2 separate regions of the Sus scrofa genome follow, and region 2 is linked to region 1. The links are chromatin contacts, called in public HiChIP or PLAC-seq maps. All regions are on one chromosome and are shown on one strand. Each heading gives the region's core, a stretch centred on a gene start, on an enhancer-like site or on the middle of the called end of the contact. The rest is flanking DNA. Distances are from core to core; before and after follow the strand shown.

What was found. HiChIP or PLAC-seq counts read pairs in DNA pulled down with a chosen protein or histone mark.
Region 2: a contact with region 1 is called in an H3K27ac HiChIP or PLAC-seq map of alveolar macrophages. The contact joins the enhancer-like site here to the promoter of BECN1 in region 1. A contact is called at or near these places in 2 of 5 promoter capture datasets (fetal liver and liver), 13 of 47 Hi-C or Micro-C datasets (embryonic fibroblasts, epiblast stem cells, fetal liver and 7 more) and 2 of 2 datasets of contacts at active chromatin or transcription factors (alveolar macrophages and skeletal muscle).

The regions. Positions count from the first base shown.
Region 1 is chr12:20,039,407-20,043,301 of Sscrofa11.1, reverse strand. It overlaps BECN1 (beclin 1), which reads right to left and starts at 1,332. Exons shown (of 12, transcript NM_001044530.1): 1 at 1,195-1,332; 2 at 795-923. The coding sequence starts at 921.
Region 2 is chr12:20,130,840-20,135,119 of Sscrofa11.1, reverse strand. EZH1 (enhancer of zeste 1 polycomb repressive complex 2 subunit) reads right to left here. Exons shown (of 22, transcript NM_001243206.1): 14 at 2,784-2,875; 15 at 770-795; 16 at 426-578. Among named protein-coding and RNA genes, the nearest start is that of CNTNAP1, 24 kb to the left of the region's middle. Within about 2 kb of position 2,544, at least 6 of the 83 cell types and tissues checked have an H3K27ac peak or open chromatin away from gene starts, as enhancers often do. A contact at or near this core is called in alveolar macrophages, liver and retroperitoneal adipose tissue, where this site is marked.

The DNA of each region.
Region 1 (3,895 bases), core at 83-2,582:
GATTGGAACCCTAGCCTGGGAACCTCCATATGCCACGGGTGCAGCCCTAAAAAGCCAAAAAAAAAAAAAAAAAAAAAAAAATCCAAGCAGGCTAACTCCAGACTTGTGAGTTTATTTACACTGCCTATTCAGGTGTTCCCTCTTGGCTTAAGGTTAAGAACCTGGTGTTGTCACTGCTATAGCTCTGGTTACAGAGCTGTGGTGTGGGTTCGATCCCTGGCCCAGGAACTTCTGCAAGTGGTGCAGCCAAAAAACAAAGCCAAAACAAAAAAACCTACCTATTCGGTCTTTTTTTTCTAGCTTTATGTCACTTCCTAGGACTTTGAGAACCTTGTTCCTCTACTTACCAGCTGGGTAAGTTATTTAACCTTTCTTAGCCTTAACCCTTCATGGGTAAAAGATAACTTTACTACTACTCCACAAGGGAGTAAAACTGTACTACTCCATAGGGGTTGCTGCAGGGACTAAACTAAAAGTAAAGCATGTAATGCACTTGGTATATGGCAAGCCCTCAACAAATGCTGTTTAATATTATATATACACATTCCTTTACTATGAAGCAACAAGAGCAGAAAACTAAGGACCTTTCCTTGCTATAGAAAGCTCTCAGGAGTACACAGTGTCAGAACTCCTCTATGTTTCCTATGAGAAAACAAAAAGCCAGAGAGATGAAGGGACTTTTCTAGGCTCAGGAGGCATGTCTATGGCAGATGTATAGTCCTTAAGATCTTCATTTCCAAAGCTGCCCACTTTCAACGATCCTGACCACCCTCTTTCCAAGGGTCCTCGCTAACCTGTAAGCTCCTGAATGGTAACACGATCCAGGATCTTGAAGCTCGTGTCCAGTTTCAGGGGCTGGCTGCAGCGCTGACACACGAAGCTCACCTGCATGGTGCTGCTGGATGTCTTAGACCCCTCCATCCCTGCGGCGGTGGAAAGGAAAGGATGTTACGGAAAACCGGCGCCCTGAACCCTCGGTCTGGGGCTCCACCTGCCTTGCTGGTGTGGTGCAGGGGTAAAATCCCCGCCCGCGCCGTTCCCTGAAGGACCGGTGGGGTACCAGGCGGACCTCTTCCGGGGTTAGCCCCAGCAAAAGCGGTTTACGACCCAAAGACAAGGAGGGTTTGCAATAGGGACTGTCAAGGTTTCCAGGTTCCCTTCCAAGGACGCGGTTCAGCCACGCATGCTCTTCACCTCGGGACCCGGAGCCCGCTACCCTGGTCCGGTCTACCGCGGGGGCATCGTGGCCGTGGGTCTACCCGGGACCAGGGCCTCCAAAATTGCCATCGCCTAGCCTTCACCTACTTCCCGGTCGGCCAGCGGAGGACTTCCGTCGGGACCGGATGTGACGTCACAGCAGCTGCCGCAGCTGAGGGTAGGGGAGTTCAGTCGCCGTCCACCCTCTCCTGTCCGGCTGCGGCATCTAGGGGCTGAGCTAGGAAACGCGGCAGGCATGGGCTGGAGGGCCGGTGCTGGGGGGCGGGGAAGTGGAAGGACCGAATTGGGAGGGAGTCAGGACAATCCATCCTTCTCTAATTTAGTTTTTAATACCTATAAAGTTATGCCCCCCCTTTTTTTGTCTTTTTAGGGACCCACCCGCGGCATATGGAGGTTCCCAGGCTAGGGCTCCAAGAAGCTGCCGGCCTAGGACACAGCTGCGCAGTCTCCGAGCTGAGTCTGCAGCCTACACCACAGCTCACTGCAACGCCGCATCCTTAACCCACTGATCAAGGCCAGGGATCGCAGCCACCTCCTCTTGGATGTAGGTCGGTTCGCTACCCGCTGAGCCACGGCAGGAAATACAAAGTTATACTTTTTTTTTTTTTTTCCTTTTTATGGCCACACGTGGGACATATGGAAGTTCCCAGGCTACGGGTCCAATCTGAGCTGCAGCTGTCGGCCGATGCCACAGCCACCCAAACGCCAGATCCGTTTGGCATCAGCAACCTGTTCTGCAGCTTGTGGCAACACCAGATCCTTAACCCATTGAGCGAGGCCAGGGATCTACTATTCGGACTCTTAACCCTCTGAGCCACAATGGGAACTCCTTCATTTTCTATTTCTTTTTTTTTCTTTTTTTTTGTCTTTTTGCTATATCTTGGGCCGCTCCCGCGGCATATGGAGGTTCCCAAGCTAGGGGTGGAATCGGAGCTGTAGCCACCAGCCTACGCAGAGCCACAGCAACACGGGATCCGAGCCGCGTCTAGCAACCTACACCACAGCTCACGGCAACGCCGGATCCTTAACCCACTGAGCAAGGGCAGGGACCGAACCCGCAACCTCATGGTTCCTAGTTGGATTCGTTAACCACTGCGCCACGACGGGAACTCCCCATTTTCTATTTCTATATAAGTTTCAATTATAATTAGGGAAAGTGGAACACTTCAGGTTGAAATGAATTATAAAATTTTAAAACTAAAACTTTTTTTTTTCTTAGTGCAGGAAAATCAATGGAACAGAATGTAGTTAAAAAATAAGCCAAGGCGTTCCCGTCATGGCTCAGTGGTTAACGAATCCGACTAGGAACCATGAGGTTGAGGGTTCGATCCCTGGCCTTGCTAAGTGGGTTAAGGATCCGGCGTTGCCGTGAGCTGTGGTGTAGGTCGAAGACATGGCTCGGATCCCGTGTTGCTGTGGCTCTGGCATAGGCCGGCGGCTACAGCTCTGATTGGACCCCTAGCCTGGGAACCTCCATATGCCGTGGGATTGGCCCAAGAAAAATGGCAAGAAGACAAAAAAAAAAAAAAAAAAAGCCAAGTAGGAGTTCCCTTTGTGGAGCAGCGGAAACGATTCTGACTAGCATCCATGAGGATGCAGGTTCCATCCCTGGCCTCACTCAGTGGGTGAAGGATCCTGAGTTGCCATGATCTGTGTTGTAGGTCGCAGACACAGCTTGGATCCTGCTTGTTGTGGCTGTGGCGTAGGCCAGCAGCTGCAGCTCCGATTCCACCCCTATCCTGGGAACTTCCATATGTGGCCCTAAAAAAAGCAAAAAAAAAAAAAAAAAAAAAAAGCCAAGTATACTAGGGGGTTTGGTATGTGATAAAGCTGGTATTTTATTTATTTTATTTTAATTTTAATTTTTTATTTTTTGTCTTTTCTAGGGCTGCACCCTCAGCATATGGAGTTCCCAGGCTAGGGGTCCAATCGGAGCTACAGCTGCCGGCCTACATCACAGACACAGCAACACAGGATCCGAGCCGGGACTGCAAACTACACCACAGCTCATGGCAATGCCAGATCCTTAACCCACTGAGCAAGGCCAGGGATTAAACCGGCAGCCTCATGGTTCCTAGTTGGATTCATTTCCGATGCACCATGACGGGAATTCCAATTTATTTTATTTTACATTTATTTTATTTTAATGTCTTTTTAGGACCGTACCCGAGCCATATGGAGGTTCCCAGCTTAGGGGTTGAACTGGAGCTATAGCTGCCATCTTATACCACAGCTACAGAGTTCTCTGCTTCTCTGATAAATTTCCTCCATTAATAGGGATTGTTTATTTAATTTTTTAATTAAAACTTTTTTTTTTCTTTTTAGGGCTGCACCAAAGCATATGGAAGTTCCCCAGGCTAGAGGTCTAATAGGAGCTGCTGCTGCTGGCCTACACCACAGCCACAGCCACACTGGGTACGAGCTGCATCTGTGACCTGTACTGCAGCTTGCCACAATGCTGGATCCTTAACCCACTGAGTGAGGTCAGGAATCAAACTGGCATCCTCATGGACACAATGTCAAGTTCTTAACCCACTGAGCCACAACAGGAACTCCTACTTATGTATTCTTTTTAACTGTGCTTTCAGCATGTGGAAGTTTCCAGCCACAGCAGTGACCCAAGCCGCTGCAGTGACAATGTCAGTGATCTGATGAAGGACAAGGGTAGAAGCAGGGA
Region 2 (4,280 bases), core at 1,295-3,794, 91 kb before region 1:
GTGGTTCCCAGGCTTAGGGTTGAGTGGGAGCTGTAGCCGCCAGCCTCCGGCCACAGCCACAGCAACACCAGAGCCAAGCTGCATCTGCGACCTACGCCACAGCTCATGGCAATGCCAGATCCTTAACCCACTGAGCAAGGTCAGGGATAGAACCTGTGTCCTCATGGATGCTAGTCAGATTCGTTTCCGTTGAGCCATGACGGGAACGCCCCTCATGTTCTATCCCAAGCGATTGGATACAGTAGGACCTCTAATGGTTGCTTTTAAAATCATACACCTCAGGGCTTTTAAAAAGGGACTTTTCTAGATCTTAAGTACTGGTTTCCTCTGCAGACTATCAGAGGGCCCACAGGCAGCAAAGGGCTCGGGGGGGGGGGGAGGGAAACCTGGGGTGCCGAGGCCAACTACTGAGACAGAGAACTTACAGTCAGGGTTGCACTGGCAGAACTTCTCACAGAAATTCTGAGTCATGATGCAGGGACAGGTGCTGTCACAGGGGCGGTCCGGGTGGTCGCACGGTTGGTAGTTGTACACTTGGGTGGAGGAGTTATCTGGGAAAGGAAAGAAGACACAGGACACTGCTGTGCCCAGGCTCCCAGGCCACCCTCCTCCTAAGTGTCTCATCACTCCTCTTCGAAGGAGGTTCTTTTCTTTTTTGCTTTTTAGGGCCGCACCCTCGGCATATGGAGGTCCCAGGCTAGGGGTCCAATTGGAGCTGTAGCTGCCAGCCTACACCACGCCACAGCCATGAGCCGAATCTGCGACCTACAGCACAGCTCACGGCAATGCCAGATCCTTAACCCACTGAGAGGGGCCAGGGGTCGAACCTGCATCCTTGTGGATACTAGTCTGAATAGTTTTTTTTTTTTTTTTTTTTGTTTTGTCTTTTTGCCTTTTCTTAAGCTGATCCCACCGCATATGGAGGTTCCCAGGCTAGGGGTCTAATCGGACCTGTAGCAACTGGCCTACGCCAGAGCCACAGCAACGTGGGATCCGAGCTGCATCTGCAACCTACACCACAGCTCACGGCAACGCTGGATCCTTAACCCACTTAGCAAGGCCAGGGATCGAACCCGCAACCTCATGGTTCCTAGTTGGATTCGTTAACCACTGCGTCACGACGGGAACTCCCACTAGTCTGAATAGTTTTTGCTGAGCCACGACGGGAACTCCCTGAAGAAGGTTTGTTCTGACCGTAAACTTGGACACACATTTAGCACCTGAAGTGAGAAGCAATCACAAGTGCTGGTGGTTCATAAGCTACAAGGGGGTGATTTGCTTTGTGGGGAGAGCGTGGAAATGGTCCAGGTTACGGGGCAGTTATTTTAAACAGTAAATGATGCCTAGAACCTGGCAAATGGCACATGATCAAAGTCAGAGATCACGAGGCCCGTAACTCTACCTCCTGAGTGGTCTTCCTGGCCACAGGGAGGAGCTGAGCTTCTCAGCCGCTGCAGGGGAATCTGCAACGCGAGGAAACCCAGGGTCAAGTGCAGCCACAGGTGAGGCGGGGAGGGGGGCTTCAGGCTGGACCTGAGCGGAGCGCCCTGGCAGAACTTACCTTTCTTCAGCTGAATTTTCCTGCAGTGTGCAGCCCACAACCTGAAAGAGATGATATGGCTCTGGGTCACAGCCCTGGAGAATTCTGCAGATTTGGGTAAGTGACAGCATGATCCGCTTTAAGGGACTGCGGTCTGATGACTGATGATCCTCCCCAGAGGCCCTCACAGGAGGCCTTTACGCTGCTCCATAGAAGCTGGAGTCCATCCTACCTGCAGCAGGCCTGTGTCTCAAGGTTTAGACACAAAAAAACCCCCTTGATATACAAACATACACAAAAGAACAAAAAACAGATACAAAACAAAACCCAACCCTCTATGTCTATTAAAATGCTATTGTTTCTCCCTTTGGGGAGGTGGAGGTGTGGGGGCGTTTCAGGATGGGGCAGTGGGAAGGCTTTTCTGGAATCTGCTCTGGGTAAAGAAATTGAAAGGGAGAAGCCACAGGGATCTCCTTTCCTATCTAGAGCCCATGTCAGTTCCTTAAGGAAGAAACTGTCAAATTAAAAAACAAAACAGGAGTTCCCGTCATGGCGCAGTGGTTAACAAATCCAACTAGGAACCACAAAGTTGTGGGTTCAGTCCCTGGCCTTGCTCAGTGGGTTAAGGATCCAGCGTTGCCGTGAGCTGTGGTGTAGATCGCAGACGTGGCTTGGATCTGGTGTTGCTGTGGCTCTGGCGTAGGCCGGTGGCTACAGCTCTGATTAGACCCCTAGCCTGGGAACCTCCATGTGCCGCGGGAGAGGCCCAAGAAACGGTAAAAAGACAAACAAAACAAAGCATTTTCAATCCTAAGCAAAGGCTAGCTAGCAATCAGTGTTATTATGCAACTTAAAAAAACAACGCAAGTGCCAAAAACAAAAAGAAACCAAAAAAACCAAAAAAAAAAAAACAAAACTCTGGTCAGAGTTGAGAAGTGGGGAAGTGGTAACTAACAACCAATGAGAAGACATGGCCTCGGGGTGGAGCCATGAGGCCAGTTCACAACCTACTGGCCAGGAGCTTAAACGGAAAACCAGTTCTTTCATGGTCCACAGCACAGAGGGGCAAGGGAAGGGCTGGTCCAAGGCACAGACCCGCAGGTAGCACTGAGGAAGCTGGCTCCCCGCTGGTGATGCCAAACTGATGGGCAGCAGACAAAGAAGGAGACAGAAGGGAAGTCACAGGGGAGGTCAGGGCACAGGGAACAGCCTGGCTACAGAAAGCCCTCCGCCCAAGCCTTGCCTGTGCTTTCTCTTCTTCTTCTGCGAGGGGTTCATGAGCTCATCTGTTGGCAGCTTCAGGATAAGTGATTCTTTCACTGCGAACTGGAAGACCTGGAAGAGAAATCCAATAGGGCCTTGAGCTGAGTGGTCAGATGAGTGACCTAGCCAGGTGCCAGGCTTGGGAGGGTTCTGGAGAGCCTGTGGGCAGATGACTGAGCATCTTCAGTAGGGAGAGAGAGAGTCCCTGAGACATCGGGTCACTGACTCCGAAGTTAATTCTTAAGTGTGTATCCTGATTTGAAAAGAAATACTGGACACAGGTACAGTTCTCCTGGTCAGAAGCTTTCATCTACTGCTCTGCCTACTCTGCCCTGAGTGGGCCAATTCTTACCAATGGTATCTGCCTCTTAGGAAGGGCACCAATGTGTGTGTACCTTGTGTAACTGAGTCTGACATGAGAGGTACCACCTAGCTAAGCACTAGCTCCCTCTGTTGACATAAAAGTGTCAGAGACTTGACTACTTCAGTAGGACAGCATTTCAGAAAGGCTGGTTCCCTTTCAATGTGCTGCTTCTCTCAGAACATTTGCTTTTATTTATTTATGTCTTTTTTTTTTTTTTTTTGTCTTTTCTAGGGCCACACTCGCAGCATATGGAGGTTCCCAGGCTAGGGGTCTAATCAGAGCTGTAGCCGCTGGCCTATGCAACCAGAGCAACATGGGATCCGAGCTGAGTCTGTGACCTATACCATAGTTCACGGCAACACCAGATCCTTAACCCACTGAGCGAGGCCAGGGATTGAATCTGCAACCTCATGGTTCCTAGTCGGATTCATTAACCACTGAGACATGATGAGAACTCCAGAACATTTGTTTTTAACTTTTTATTTTCCTTATTGGCTATAAGCCCTCTCTCTCTCTCTCTCTTTTTTTTTTAAGGCCATACCCCAGACCAGAGACAGGATCACAGCCTTAGTTATGACCTATGCAGCAGCTGCAGCAATGCCAGATCCCCAACCCACTGGGCCAGCCTGGGGGTTGAACCTGCAACTCTGCAGCAACCTGAGCTGCTGCACTTGGTTTTTTTTTTTTTTTTTTGGTCTTTTGGCCTTTTAGGGCTGCATCTGCAGCATGTGGGGGTTCCCAGGCTAGGGGTCTAATTGGAGCTGTAGCTGCTGGCCTACGCCAGAGCCACAGCAACACTAGATCTGAGCCACGTCTTCGACCTACACTGCAGCTCACAGCAGCACTGGATCCTTAACCCACTGAGTGAGGCCAGGGATCAAACCCGCAACCTCATGGTTCCTAGTCAGATTCGTTTCTGCTGCACCACGACAGGAAGTCCATGCAGTTGGATTCTTAATCAACTGCACCACAGAGGGAACTCAGAGGTGCTCTTGAAATTCCATGAAAATTATTAATCTTCTCAGGAAAATACACAAAAAAACTGTTTTGCACACAGTTCTGCAGACCTTTAGGTCAAGAACCTGTTTCTTAGGAAAATAGATATGAGCCCCA